Linked DNA regions of Oryctolagus cuniculus: regions 2 and 3 are each linked to region 1. The links are chromatin contacts, called in public Hi-C maps. All regions are on one chromosome and are shown on one strand. The core of a region is the stretch at or near the end of the contact, and the rest is flanking DNA. Distances in the headings are between cores, read along the strand shown. Region 1 holds the start of BCL6 (BCL6 transcription repressor). Region 2 has its middle 140 kb from the start of LPP. Region 3 overlaps LOC138849493 (a long non-coding RNA gene).

Region 1 (4,417 bases), core at 589-3,088:
CCTCGCAGTCTTATTTTTTTTTTCCCCCAAAATCACTCACAAAGCTCTCCCTTTCGCGCCCGCTCCACCCGCACTCGGTGCCCCAGGCAGAGCCACAGAGTGCCCTTCTCCCCCTCCGGGCTCCTGCCGGTCAGGAACGCGGGCGGGCTCGGGCTCGGTCCTTCCACTCGCCCGGAGTGAGGACCTCGGCACTCCGAAGCCTGCTGGCGTCCGCCACGCTCAGGCCAGCCGTTGCCTATTTTTTTTTTTTTTTAATACAGAGCTTGCACCACGGGAAAAAAAAAATAAAGTAAAATAGAATTTAGGAAAAGGAGGGAACAGCCATCGGGAGCCAACACAGAGTCACGCAGCGCCCAAAATACAAACACCGTGGCCACCAGAAATCCCGCCACCTCCTCCTCGCTCGCCTGGGCTGTCCTGTCAAGGTGCCCCGAGTCCCCGCACGCGGAGAGGCACCGCAGGTGCAAACGCACACCCCTTTCCCATCCCCGGCTCCCCCAAATCCCTGTCCCACCATCAGCCCATCTCCTCGGGATGAGCAAAGGGAGCGCGCGGGGCTGCCCGACTCCCTCGACTACAACCAAGAAAGAATAATTTCCAAAAGTATTCAACACCCCCGCCCCCTTGCAAGCTAAACCTCCCCAAAACACCAGAGGACGGGGACCACCAAAGCACTCGTCCCTCGCTAGGAAGACCACGGCTCTGAAAGGAAATCGCAGGCACGATACTTCATCTGGGTTTATGACCAAAAGAAAAAAAAAAAAAAGCAGCGGCAGCGGCAGCAGCAGCCAACACCAAACACCCGAGGAGTTCGCTCGCGTTTTTTCCTCCCAAATCTCGGCTCGGCTCGGAGGCGGGGAATCTGAGGGACCGAGGCCGGTGGAAGGGAGCCAGCGGGGCGAGCGAGCGAGCGAGCGAGCGGGCAGCCTCCCTCCTCGCCTCCCGGAGTTCCCCGGGAGCACGGGCCGAGGGGAAGGCAGGGGAGGCGAGGGAGAGGCGGAGGGAGGGAGGGAAGGCGAGGCCGGAGCGAGGAGCGAGCAGCGAGCAGCGAGGCAGGCGGTTTGCAAGCGAGAGGGCGCGGACAGACACAGCCGCACGAATCCAGCACGATCACAAGCCGTACGCAAGTAGCAGCAGCAGCAGCAGCAGAAGCCGAGGGCGCGAGCGCGCGTCCTCTGCGCCGTCTGCGGCCACACAGCCCCAGACTGGCCCGAGCCACCCCCCGAACACGGTCTGCTCCTCTCCGCTCCGGCCGCCCCCTAGCTCCCCTCCTTCCTCTCCTCCACCTCCTCTTCAAAAAACCAAAACAACACAAGGGAGGGTGGCCAAAGCCTCCCGAAACCGGCCGGTTCCCTCAAAGACAACAACAACAACAATAATAAATACATAAAAATCTAGATCCTCGAGTGGGAGAGACGTGGGACTAATCTTCGGCATTTATTTTAACACCTGACAGCTAGAATAAATAAATATATACATTCATATCAATAGATACACATAGGAAACTTGGAGCCAAAGCATTTGGCAAGAGCGGAAAAAAAAGAATTAAAAGGTAAAATAATGATTATGAGCAGCGGCGGCGGCAGCGGCACCAGCGGCACCAGCGGCGGCGGCGGCAGCAGCAGCAGCGGCGGCAGCAACAGCAATAATCACCTGGTGTCCGGCCTTTCCTAGAAACTTCTTGCATCACCACTTCTAAGAACCCCAGTTCTAAGAATCAACAGAGCTCAATTCTCGGAATTTGAGCTGCGGACTTTACCACTGCCGCGTGGCAGGGGAGGACTCGGTGTCAGCTCTCCGGGAGTTTTGCCTCCTCCGCCCCATGAAATACCCCCAAAGCCGCACTTTCTTTCCACGAGCTGGCGTATTTCAAAGTCCTCGCAAGACAGACGACTCGGATTTGGGGGTTCCAGCTCGGGGTCCGAGGGGCCAGAAGGCGGCCCTCCCTCCCCGGCCCGCGGACGATGGTACGGCCTGCTCCGCCACCATCACGTGGGCGCCTCCTCTGTGACGTCGGCGTCTTCGCTGTAGCAAAGCTCGGCCTCTGGAATTCTGAGAACTAATTTGCTATTCGGTGACATAAGAGGGGGAGTGCGCTTTGCTTTCCCGGGGTCTAGGGCTGTTTCCTCCTCTCTCACCCATAAACTCAGCTCCTCGAGCTAAATACCCAAAAGGGAGCGAGAGATTTGAACCACTGGAAAATAGAGAGATAGTAGGTTTAGAGGAGCGAGTAAGAGGGGGAAAAAAAAGCAAACAATAAACACAGCTCTTTCCAGCTAGAATATTAGGCACCACGAGAAAAAATATTTGCCAAGCGATTTTCGGTGGGTTCCTTTGCTTTGTTTTTATTTGGGACAGGGTCTTTTTGGTTTTGTTTGCTTGTGTTTTTTTTTTTTCCCCCTCCTCCTCCTCCTCCTTCTTCTTTGGTGTGGTGGCTTGGGATTTTTGGTTGTTGTATTTTAATGCTTTTCGAATGTTGCTTCTGATTTTTGCCTTTTGCAAGTTTGTGCTGTTACGTAAATCCTAGGATCCGTCATCGGTTGGATTTTGTCTCGTATGTTTTTTCTTTCCCTGTCTGATCGCTGAAGCGGTTTAGAGAAGATGCATTATTTCAGTACTCAGACTGTTGAAAGAAGCTTACATTTTTGCTCATCTGTGACAATCCCAACCCCCACTTTTTTCCTCCCCTTTGGTGCAATTTTCTTTTCCCCTTGGACTTTTTCTGAAGGGGAAGGCTCCTTTGCACTTGAGATGTTGAAAGCATTTGTTTTGGTTCGTTTCTTTCCAGGACTGCAAGTGGTGGGTTTGCTCTTTCTGTTATTGTCGACTCTTAGGAAATGTCTTGTGGCAAGAAACGTGTGTCTATGGGTATGTGTGCGCGTGTGTTCTACAGGAATGCTGTGAGCCGAATACATGTTGGTGTTTTGCTGCTTCTCAAAGTTTTGATTTTCCTTTTCCGGGCTTGTTTCAAGGTCGCGGTGGAAAAAAAAAAAAAAAAAAAAAAAAAAGGATCTCTGGAGTCTGTGTCTCAGAGCTCAGCCGGAGGGAATTGCAAAGGCCGGCCGGGCCCGTGTCAGCGAGCCTGCGTGCGTTTAGAACAGCCTGTGCCGCAACTCCAGGGCACCGCGCGCAGGCAGGTCCTAGGCTCTCCAGCGCAGGGGAGGGGGGGGGGACCGTTCTTTCTCTTTTCTCTCCCTTTCTTTTTAAAGGCAAATGCAGTATGCGGAATCACTTCACTGTGGGCCTCGGTTTGTTTGTTCAGAGCTGCCAGTTTCCCTATTTAAATGTTGGTTGGGGTTTTTTCCCCTCCTACTCATCCCTGAATGAGGGAGACTCTTGTTGCTTTTATGTCTCTCGCTTAAAAGAAGGGTGTGAGGGGAAAATAATATTTCAGATTCCTCAAGAATTAACCCAAAATGTTTGGACCAGAAGCCGCTTCCAAAGGTCAAGCCATTCTGAGCCTTGGCCCCACCAGCGCTTCCAGCCACTCATTAAATTACAGACGAGTTCTTAAAGGTACCACCACATTTCTCCACATGTGAGTTCCTAATAAAGATATCTCCCCAGATAATCTGCTTCTCCCCACCCCAAACTGGGGTTTCTGATGGGAAGATGAGCAGCGCTCTGTGAAAAGCTGCTGGGATTGTCCTGGAGCTCTGCACTGGCGGTCCCATGAGAAGTTTCGGCTGTCGCAGACAGTGCCCTTGTCCTCACACCCAGCCCATCTCAGACTGGGTGGCAAGTTTCAGAACCCCAGAGGTCCAAGGGGGTTGATTAGCTTGCACAAGGGCTGGTACTCAGGCAATATGCCTGTAAAATCGGGATATTTTACTTTATTGACAGCCGGAGTTCTGCAGCCCTTGCAGCCAAAGCTTCTTGGACAAAGGATTTTTGACGAAGATATTGAGGCCTAATCCTAGCACTATTGTTGAAATGAACATTTTATCCCCAGAGACACGATATGGTCAAGTGCAGGTTCATTCTGCCAGAATTCTGCATTTTGGTTTGGGTCTCCTTCCCCCTCATTTTCAAGAACTTTAAATGAATCCCACTGGATTCAGAATAAACACCTCGATTTTGCAGGAATGGTTTTCTTTGTGTATTTATCCATGTGACTTTCCCCCCTATCTTTTATGAGCAGTTAAGTATTTTAGGATTTCGCAGATGTATTTATATGGTTCAGAGTGTGAATTGTATGACTCTGCCCTATTATTGATCCTATAATAGAATTACTTTCATGATTTTTGGTCCCTTTCTTGTCAAAGCTGCCATCTGCCTCATCCCCTGACCCCCCCATCCCCAACCTTAGGTCCATACAGCTTGTGGCTCCTGTTCTCTGTGCCGCTCCACGGTTAGCCCCATGGGGGCGCTGCAGAGCAAAGGGAAATCTGCTCCCTGAGGCATAGAACCAGCTAGA
Region 2 (4,417 bases), core at 1,089-3,588, 240 kb after region 1:
TATACTACACACCCAGAAAATAATACAATGGCAAAGGAAGCACATATAAAGCTTATTATATAATGAATAAATGGACATTAAATAAAAACTAAACACAGAAATATATATAATCATTATAAATCATAATAGGTGATGTGAGGAAAGCAAACAGTAGCATAAGGAAAACTAACAGAGTAGCATAATTTATATCAATGGGTCAGAGAAGTGTGAAGAGGTGACCCTTTTGCAGTGGGCCAGGAAAGGAGCAGAGGGGCCAGCTGGTTACAGGAACAGCCTGTGTGAAGGCCCTGAGGCTGGAAGCCAAGTGGCTAGTGTCACAAAGGCAGCAAATAAAGAAGGTGTCAATAGGGAAGGCAGGAGACAGATTAGGGCCTTCTCAGCCATAGCAAGAACTTTGAACTTTATTACAAGTGCTATGCATAGTAGAAAGCTATCAAAGGATTTTATACATGCAAGAGATATGCTCTTACTAACATTTGAAAATATTTGCCATGCAAATTGTGAAAAATGGAATGACAAGAATGAGAAACTATTTCTTTTTTTTGAAGGTTTTTATTTAATGAATACAAATTTCATATGTACATCTTTTAGGGATATAGTGTTTCTTTCCCCCATTCCTGCCTTCCCACCCCCACTCCCATCCCACCTCCCACTCTCTCTCCCATTCCATCTTCCATTAAGATTCATTTTTGATTGACTTTATACACAGAAGCCCAACTCTGTACTAAGTAGAGATTTCAACTATTTTCACCCACACAGACACACAAAGTATAAAGTACAGTTTGAAGGCAAGTTTTACCATTAACTCTCATAGTACAACTCATTCAGGACAGAGGTCCAACACAGGGAGCAAGTGCACAGTGACTCCTGTTGTTGATCTAACAACTGACACTCTTATTTATGATATCAGAGATCACCTGAGGCTCTTGACAGGAGCTGCCAAGGCTATGGAAGCCTTTTGAGTCCACAAACTCCGTTGGTTTTTAGACAGGGCCATATGCAAAGTGGAAGTTCTCTCCTCCCTTCAGAGAAAAGTACATTCTTCTTTAATGGCCCCTTCTGGGAAACTATTTCTGAAGTCCCTCTGCACAGCAATAGAGTCCTAAAACCCTAGTTATCTTTTAAGGGAAGCTTAAATCCTAGTTATCTTGGCTCAAACCACAAAGGCCTGTTTTTAAAAAATCATTACTTAAGATTATAATCTAAAAAAATACATGTCATTTTTATTAAGCAGAATCAGACTTTTTCCTATGTCTCATCAGGCTAAGATGCCCTGAAGTCCTGGGGACTCCTTCAGAGCAATGCAGTCTCTTCCTGGGGTGTTCCTGGCCATCTTCTACCTCCCAGGTTGCCCAAGAACGGCGGTTGAGGGGGTAGTCATAATACAGAGATATAGGTCACTGCATCTGACTCGCCCACCCAGCCTCAACTCCATTACACAGCAGCAGCAACAAATGTCAGTGGCAGGAAGTGCACAACTTGAATTAACCACATTTTTTTCACCCAAACTTACACACGGTTACGCACATACACAGTTGGTTTGAAGTAGGGTGAGGGTATATACCCAGCCTTCTCAAATGTTTAGCCAATAGGAACTCATGTTATTCATCAAAACAACAAGCTGTCAGTCAGTTGGCCTTTCATTGTAGAAGGTTTTGTAGGGAGAAGAGAGAGGAAGGAGAGAAAACTCAGGCTTTGCATCATTTGTCATCCTAATAGTTGAACACTGAATCAGTTCTATGTTGCAGACACATTAGTTTGATTAAGATACAATTCATGGGTCATTCAGGCATATAAAGTGCTCTTGCTTAATTGCAAAATTAACAATGGAACAGGATAAATCATTACCAACTGGAGGTTATTCCAGGACTCATGGATTTTTCTTTTTTTGCCCTGCTCAATTCATTTTCTCCATCTAAAGTCATTTTTGACACTTAGTTAAAGGAAAAATCCGGGCTAAGGCACGCCAGCATTCAGGAATTAGTTAAAGGAGCTAAGTGAGAACAGGAAATGCTGGTAGACCCATCTTAAAAGAGGTTGCAACAGTCTCTTGGCCTGCAAAATGTTCGTAACCATCTCATGATTCACAGTGCTGTAGAAAGTTATCCATAGCCTCAAGAAATCTATTCTAAAATCTGAAGACTGAGATCCTACTTTCCATTTTATTATATTCAGGCCCTGGGCAACTTTTAGTCAAATACCTCCTGAATATGTACTATGTACCAGGTACTGTGTTAAGCAATAAAAAGACACAAAGACCTGATCCCAGATCTCCGCACGCTTCCCCTGTGGTGGGTCCTCAAGTTCTCTGTCTTCTGTGACTCCATGAGTTTGTCTGAAACTGAATCAGGAGGAGTGGGCAGTTTGGAGAGTGGGAAGGGAGGACCCTCCCTGGAGAGGGAGTAGCCTGAATCAAGGCAGGGAAGCCTGGGAACACGTGGGTGTGTGGTCACCCAGGTGGTGTAGCAGAAGACAGCCAGAGGTTTTTCCTGTTTTGAGAGGAAATATCAGTGGCCAAATGTACACCTGAAATCTGGGAGCGTTGCCAGCTCGTCCCATACAGCACAGAGGAAGGCATTCTGGATTAGAACTCAGCGGCCTGTTATCGCTGTCTCTGGTGCCTTGTATGATCTTGAGCTGACCGTCACACCTGTCCATACTTCAGTTCCCTCAGCTGTAAAATGAGCATAAAGGTCCTTTCTCCATCTACCTCCTAGCCCCTTTTGAAATCAAGTGGGATGATGCGTGTTTTTGGTTTAACACAAAGCATTTGGGAAATGCCTAACTTTAAATAATTTTTGGTAAGAGTTTAAAGCACAGATATCAAATTGAAGCCATTGATTTTCTTTCAAGTGAGAATAAAATGATATATTCAGGGACCAGCGAGCCACCCAGTGGTTGAAAAGTAGGGAGTATGACTAAGACCAACTTGGAGAGACCCTTGAATATGTAAGGATTTTATACTTCATTCGATTTAGAAACATGACCCATTAATAGACTGATCATTTTTATCTACATGATATATAAATAAAACTGGTTCAGAGGGAAACATCTATGGTGAAAAATAGATATAAGCATCGAAACTACTTATTCTATGCCCTTGCAAATGACCTTGGCTCTCACTGCACTAACAGTTCCACTCTGAGAATTTCTCAGGGCCACTGGTCAGATGAAAAACAAGTAAAATTTGACTCAGAAAGTAGGAGTTTGAAGCGGTCTCCAGTATCGCTTTCAGCCCTACTGCTTTTCAGTCCTCCTGCACAGGGAGCGGCAGCCAGAGCACAGACCAGAGAGCTGTTTCTGATATCTGCCGTGCTGGAGGCAAGGCGGCCCTGAGTGTGGCTCAAAGAGACTGACGTGCATGTTATGGCTATGAACGTAGACTATACACTCCGCACAGACTTCGCGAGATAAGACCACCCCAGTCTAGAGGAGAGATTCTCTGGAACCACAAATAATTTGGAGAAAACCAAGGTGTGAGAAGCAATCTCATCACTATTTTGAAGGGAAGATTTAGCAGTATCTGACACCTAGGGTCACACGATGATGAAAATCAGAAAATACCCAACATGTGTACTCTCCTCTTGGGCCCTTCTGCGGAGGCATTCACAGAATTTGATGTAGGAGTACATCTTTCCCATTGCCAAGTTCCTTGGTCTTCCAGAACTTCAAAGCTTTCCCTTCTTTTTTTCTAAGGGATGTTGAGCAGATCGCGGGAGAAGACCTTTGGAAATTGCTCTGTTTGTCATGATCATTGCTTAGAGACAGAGCCACAGCAGCCTTGACATTGGTTTCATCCATCCCAGATGGCAATTTCATCTCATGTTCTCCTACTGTCACACAGAGAAGACAAGACTGGTCCGGCAAGCACCGCGGCTCACTAGGCTAATCCTCCGCCTGCGGCGCCGGCACACAGGGTTCTAGTCCCGGTCGGGGTGCCGGAATCTGTCCCGGTTGCCCCTCTTCCATGCCAGCTCTCTGCTATGGCGTGAGAGTGCAGTGGAAGATGGCCCAAGTCCCTGGGCCCTGTACCCGCATAGGAGACCAGGAAAAGCACCTGGCTCCTGGCTTCGGATCAGCGTGGTGAGCTGGCCACAGCGCGCTGGCCGCTGCGGCCATTGGAGGGTGAACCAACGGCAAAGGAAGACCTTTCTCTCTGTCTCTCTCTCTCATTGTCCACTCTGCCTGTCAAAAAAAAAAAAAAAAAAAAAAAGACTGGTCCACACTCGGCAAGCCTGGAGGCCCAGGTAGATGCATCAGCTCTGTTCCATGTCCTTGATGCATTTCTAGCTTTGGATTGCTTTTCTCTATTATCCTCAAAAAGTGGACATGGCTCTGCTGTCTCTTCCAATTTCGATATTTTGCAAACACTAGCATTCTTCAGACTACATTGTATTAATTTAGCAAGGGCCAAGAG
Region 3 (4,417 bases), core at 1,024-3,523, 210 kb after region 1:
CTATGCATATTGGGACAGAAGCATTTAAATTGACAACACACATGACCAGTGATCTTTACCATCCTGTCCAGCTCTGAAAATTTCTGATTCTACAGCCCAGCCAGTAACTTCGCATCCTTTTGGACAGAGAGTCAAATAGATACTCTGAGACCAATTTGGGTTTTCAGGAATTCTTCCAATGTACATATAAAGAGGCTTTCTACTTTTTTAAACCTTCCTGCCCGATTTAGATCAAATCCTGAGTTTGGTCATGAAGAGAAGAGTAAATATTGATAGTACGACTTGTCTTTTGCCTACACACAGAACCATCTTTCACTTCCATGGAATTCTCCCTCCGTTTCCATTGTTCTGATCCAGAACCACATCATCAACCCAGCCTGGACTCGGCAGGCGCCCTCCTCCCTCTCATATACCTTTGTAAGTGCAGGCTCTCCCCACCAGTCTTTCCACACCATTCTTTCATCATCACCTATCCCTGGTCTGCAAATGACCCCCCTGCCTACAACTCTCCTTAAGTTTCTGAAATCTGTAGCTCCAGACTGACTGGGCGTTCTCATTCCCAATGAACAGGACTCTGAAGCCTGCTGAGAAACCCTCCACCAACTGACTCACTCTGCATCGGTAAAGACCTTCTTCATTTATTTTTTTGTCTATATCAACCCCTGCCTTGAACCTCACGTGCTCTAGGGTGTGTTCCCAACATCTGCTCTGTTAATCCTTTCTTCTCTGCACCCCTAGAGGCCTCAGGGTCTTTAGTTATCATTTAAGTAGTATATATTTCACTGCTGTGAGAAGCTGTATGTCTTTCTGTTGGGTGTGTCTTAGTTTCCCAATACTAAGTTGTAAGTTCCTGGAGGGTAGGGACGATCTTGCATTTCTTTTGAAACTCCCAAGTATTTAGCACAGTTTGGGCTACAGAAGACAGCAACAATCCCTCATACTCATGGCGGGTTTCAGATCCCACAAAGCACTGTCACGTGTCATGCGTTCAATGTGCCCAACAACCTGGCAAGGACTGCAAGGTAGATATTGAATGGCATCGAGTGGGTGAGGAAATGGAGGTTCAGAGGTTGTTACACCTGCAGTATGATAGGTTTTCTAGTCCAGGGCTGTCCAAACTATTAAATGAGTAAAATAAAGGAACAGATCTTGATGGGCTGCTGTTATGGCATAGCAGATAAAGCTACTGCCTGTGATACCAGCACCCCATATAAGTGCTGGTTTGTGTCCTGGCTGCTCCTCTTCTTATTCAACTCCCTGCTAATGGCCTGGGAAAGTATCACAGGATGGCCCAAGTGCTTGGACTCCTGCCACCCACATGGAAGACCTGGAAGAAGCTCCTGGCTCCTGGCTTCGGATCGGCGCAGCCCTGGACATTGCAGCCATCTGGGTAATAAACCAGCAGATGGAAGATCTTTCTTCTCTCCATCTCTCTCTGTAACTCTGACTTTAAAATAAATAAATCTTTAAAAACAAAAAGAACAGATCTTGCAGTTAAAAATTTGTGGGTAGCCAAAGGGAAGTGACCACATATTTGGCAACTGCACCAATGTGCTGAAGTAGGATTGACTTCCAATACAGGCCAAAGAATCCTCTCTGTATGGATAGGCTTGGTTTGACTGACATAATGGTCCTTGTCTTGGATTCTGGCCATGTTCTCCTAATGAGGAAAGATTCCAGTGAGAACCACGAGTGCTTTGTGATGTGCTTGTATGGGAGCCTAGAAGGAGATCAGTAACCTCAGACACACCCTTGGGCCTGCCCATCTAGATGCTTCTTGGAATCTGGGACCACAGGGACAGAAAAGATAGGAATGTGGAAATGGCCTTAGGCATCAAATGGTCTTCCATGTTCTTCACTTCTTTACTAAATTCATCCAATCACATTGAAATAAATGTTCAGAGACTTTGAAAATGTGTTTCTGTTCCTCTAGAAATTACCTCTGAATTTTCTAGTAAAAGCGTCTGCCAGCTCTGTTCAGCCAAGTTCCTTTCCCCCCTCTTTTCTTTGACAATGAAAGCAGTTTTTGTGCCAACGCTCAGATCTGGCAGGTGTTGGATGACACATGTTCTGTGATAAATGTTTATTACATAAGTTCATTCAAGCTAGCTACCATAGCTTTTGAGGCATCATTGCTACTTATCATCAAATATAAAACTGTCCTTGAAAATCCAAAGCTCAAGATATTCCACAAAGATCTATTTTTCCCCCTTTCTTCTTTTAGGTTCTCTGTGTTCTCCTGACGTCTGCTGCCAAGGGAGAAGTCAGTAGGCTGATGCCTGCATCCTAACTCTGCCACAAGCAGGCTGTGTGGCCCAGGGACAGTCACTCCTCTGCTCGGAGCTGGAGCTTGCTCCTTTGTAAAAGGAAGAGGTGGGGGCTGCGATTGCCAAGGTCTCTAAATGCTGACAAGTCCTGATGAGAGGACAGACTGGTGTGTGTGTGTGTGTGGTGGGGGAGCAGTTGCAGCCGAGCAGAAACACATGCCAGTCTTTCCTCACCCAGAATGTGTTTTACATAACTGAACGGGCTTCCTTTTTCGCTGGCGCATCTCGCAGTCGGGAGTGCAGGTGGCAGCACGGCCCGTACCAGCTTGACGAGGGTGAACACACAGGTATGGAGGCGGGCATATGGGGACGGCCACGCTGGTGGGTAATGAGGGCCAGGGACCAATAATCACTTTGACTTCATCACACTTCATCTTTCTCTGATTAGCATCGTAAGATAAAAGGGGCTCCAAGGTACTTAAAGTAAAAAGCTCAAGAACTACTAAGAAACTTCCAGTCCCAGCACTGTTCTAATTAAGGCACTCAGAAATTTTGATTCAACAAATTAGACTACTTTTAAGGGGGAAAAAAGGTAGAAGAATTTGCATATCAAGACTTTAAAATCATCAGCTTGGGGCCGCTGTTGTGGTATAACACGTCAAGCCACTGCTTGCAAAGCTGGCATCTCATAAGGGCACCAGTTGCAGTCCCGGATGCTCCACTTCCAGTCCAGCTCCCTGATAATGCACCTGGGAAAGCAATGGAGATGGCCCAAGTGTTTGGGGCCCCTGCTCCCATGTAGGAGACCTGGAAGAATCTCCTAACTCCTGGTTTTGCCCTGGCCCAGCCCTACCTGTTGAGGCCATTTGGGAAGTAAACCAGTGGATGTAAGATTTCTCTCTCTATCGCTCTCTCTCTCCATATCTCTCTGCTTTTCAAATAAATAAAATAAATTGCTTTTAAAAATTACCAACTTGATGCTATTTTCTCCCAACTTTTGACCAGCACAGGTGGAACCATACTGCAGGTCTCTCTGCACTCTAAAGTTTAGACCAAATGAAAACTCATGTGCATTATATCATTTCATCTAAAAACAATTTTCTGGAAGAAGGTGTTGTCATTGTGCCCACTAGATGGGTGAAGAAACTGGGGGTACCAACAGGCCCAGCAACTTGTCAGAATGGTCAAGCCACAGTCAGCACAGTTGAGTGATAGCCCAGATCCCTTGTCTGACCTGGAGCCCTCTCTGCACCAAAGCGCTTCCATAGGAAGCTCTCGTCCTCAGGCAGAGAAGTGAGAAGTTATTTACAAAGCTCAATTGGGGGTTGCCTCTTCGCTATCTAAGGGACTAGTGCAGAGTCACAGACCTCAGAGTGGCCCTGGCATCACCAGCCTCAGTACCTCTCTGGTACTCTCGGATAGCCTGGGATGAGTTGGTGGCAAAATCAGCACAGAAATCCCTTACTTCCCATCTTTACCTCTTTGAGAGACTTGGTGTTACAACTCAAAGTGGGGCAGGAGATCAATCACTGACCAGAAGATCAGAAGTTATTTTTTCAAGCCACTGAATAATCCTGCTGGCCAGGCTTGGACAGACTGATCTTCTGCCTATCTTTAGGGACTTCCATTAGCCAACCTCGCCAATGCAATATAGAGGGACTGGGAAAGAGAGATAAGTGACTGGCCATGAGTCACTCATTTTTGACCTTTGGCGTGTTTTGAAAATGTGTTGTGAAATGCTCAGCAATCAATAATTCCGTCACTGGGCAGCAGAGAGCTTGGGGGTTGTGCAGGGTGGCAAGCTGGGCAATAATGCTGGGTCATTCAGGCTCCAAATTCCTGCCTAGGGCAGGACCTACAGTGGGCCCTGAAGAAGCAAGGCCCCCATAAAGTTTTGCAAAGGAAGCAAAGTGAGGACCAAGGACAAATGGGAAGTGAAAGCAGACACCTCCGCTTGCACTGGATGAGTCAAGTAGAGCTGGTGGCTAGGTGGAGGTGCTCCCAAGCTAGCCTGTCTGTCAATTTCTGGCAAGGGCTGAGACCTATGCTACACTTCAGATGGCAGCTAGGCATCCCTTCTTTGCAGTCCAGAAAGCAGCTTAGTCTCCAGACATTGCACATGTGCTAGGTGATGGAGGCAGCTGCTACAG

What was found. Hi-C and Micro-C count contacts between places; a contact is called where the count stands out from the background.
Region 2: a Hi-C map of skin fibroblasts shows a contact between it and region 1, with 4 times the contacts expected there. The contact joins the enhancer-like site here to the promoter of BCL6 in region 1. A contact is called at or near these places in 2 of 6 Hi-C or Micro-C datasets (skin fibroblasts and an unstated tissue).
Region 3: a Hi-C map of liver shows a contact between it and region 1, with 9 times the contacts expected there. The contact joins the enhancer-like site here to the promoter of BCL6 in region 1. A contact is called at or near these places in 2 of 6 Hi-C or Micro-C datasets (liver and psoas muscle).

Annotation. Positions count from the first base shown.
Region 1 is chr4:91,879,727-91,884,143 of mOryCun1.1, reverse strand. It overlaps BCL6 (BCL6 transcription repressor), which reads right to left and starts at 1,838. Exons shown (of 10, transcript XM_008266642.4): 1 at 1,654-1,838. It overlaps LOC138849491 (a long non-coding RNA gene), which reads left to right and starts at 3,152. Exons shown (of 4, transcript XR_011388364.1): 1 at 3,152-4,417.
Region 2 is chr4:91,644,567-91,648,983 of mOryCun1.1, reverse strand. No RefSeq gene overlaps it. Among named protein-coding and RNA genes, the nearest start is that of LPP, 140 kb to the right of the region's middle. Within about 2 kb of position 2,338, at least 1 of the 8 cell types and tissues checked has an H3K27ac peak or open chromatin away from gene starts, as enhancers often do.
Region 3 is chr4:91,674,572-91,678,988 of mOryCun1.1, reverse strand. It overlaps LOC138849493 (a long non-coding RNA gene), which reads left to right. Exons shown (of 2, transcript XR_011388368.1): 2 at 1-1,480. Among named protein-coding and RNA genes, the nearest start is that of LPP, 170 kb to the right of the region's middle. Within about 2 kb of position 2,273, at least 3 of the 8 cell types and tissues checked have an H3K27ac peak or open chromatin away from gene starts, as enhancers often do.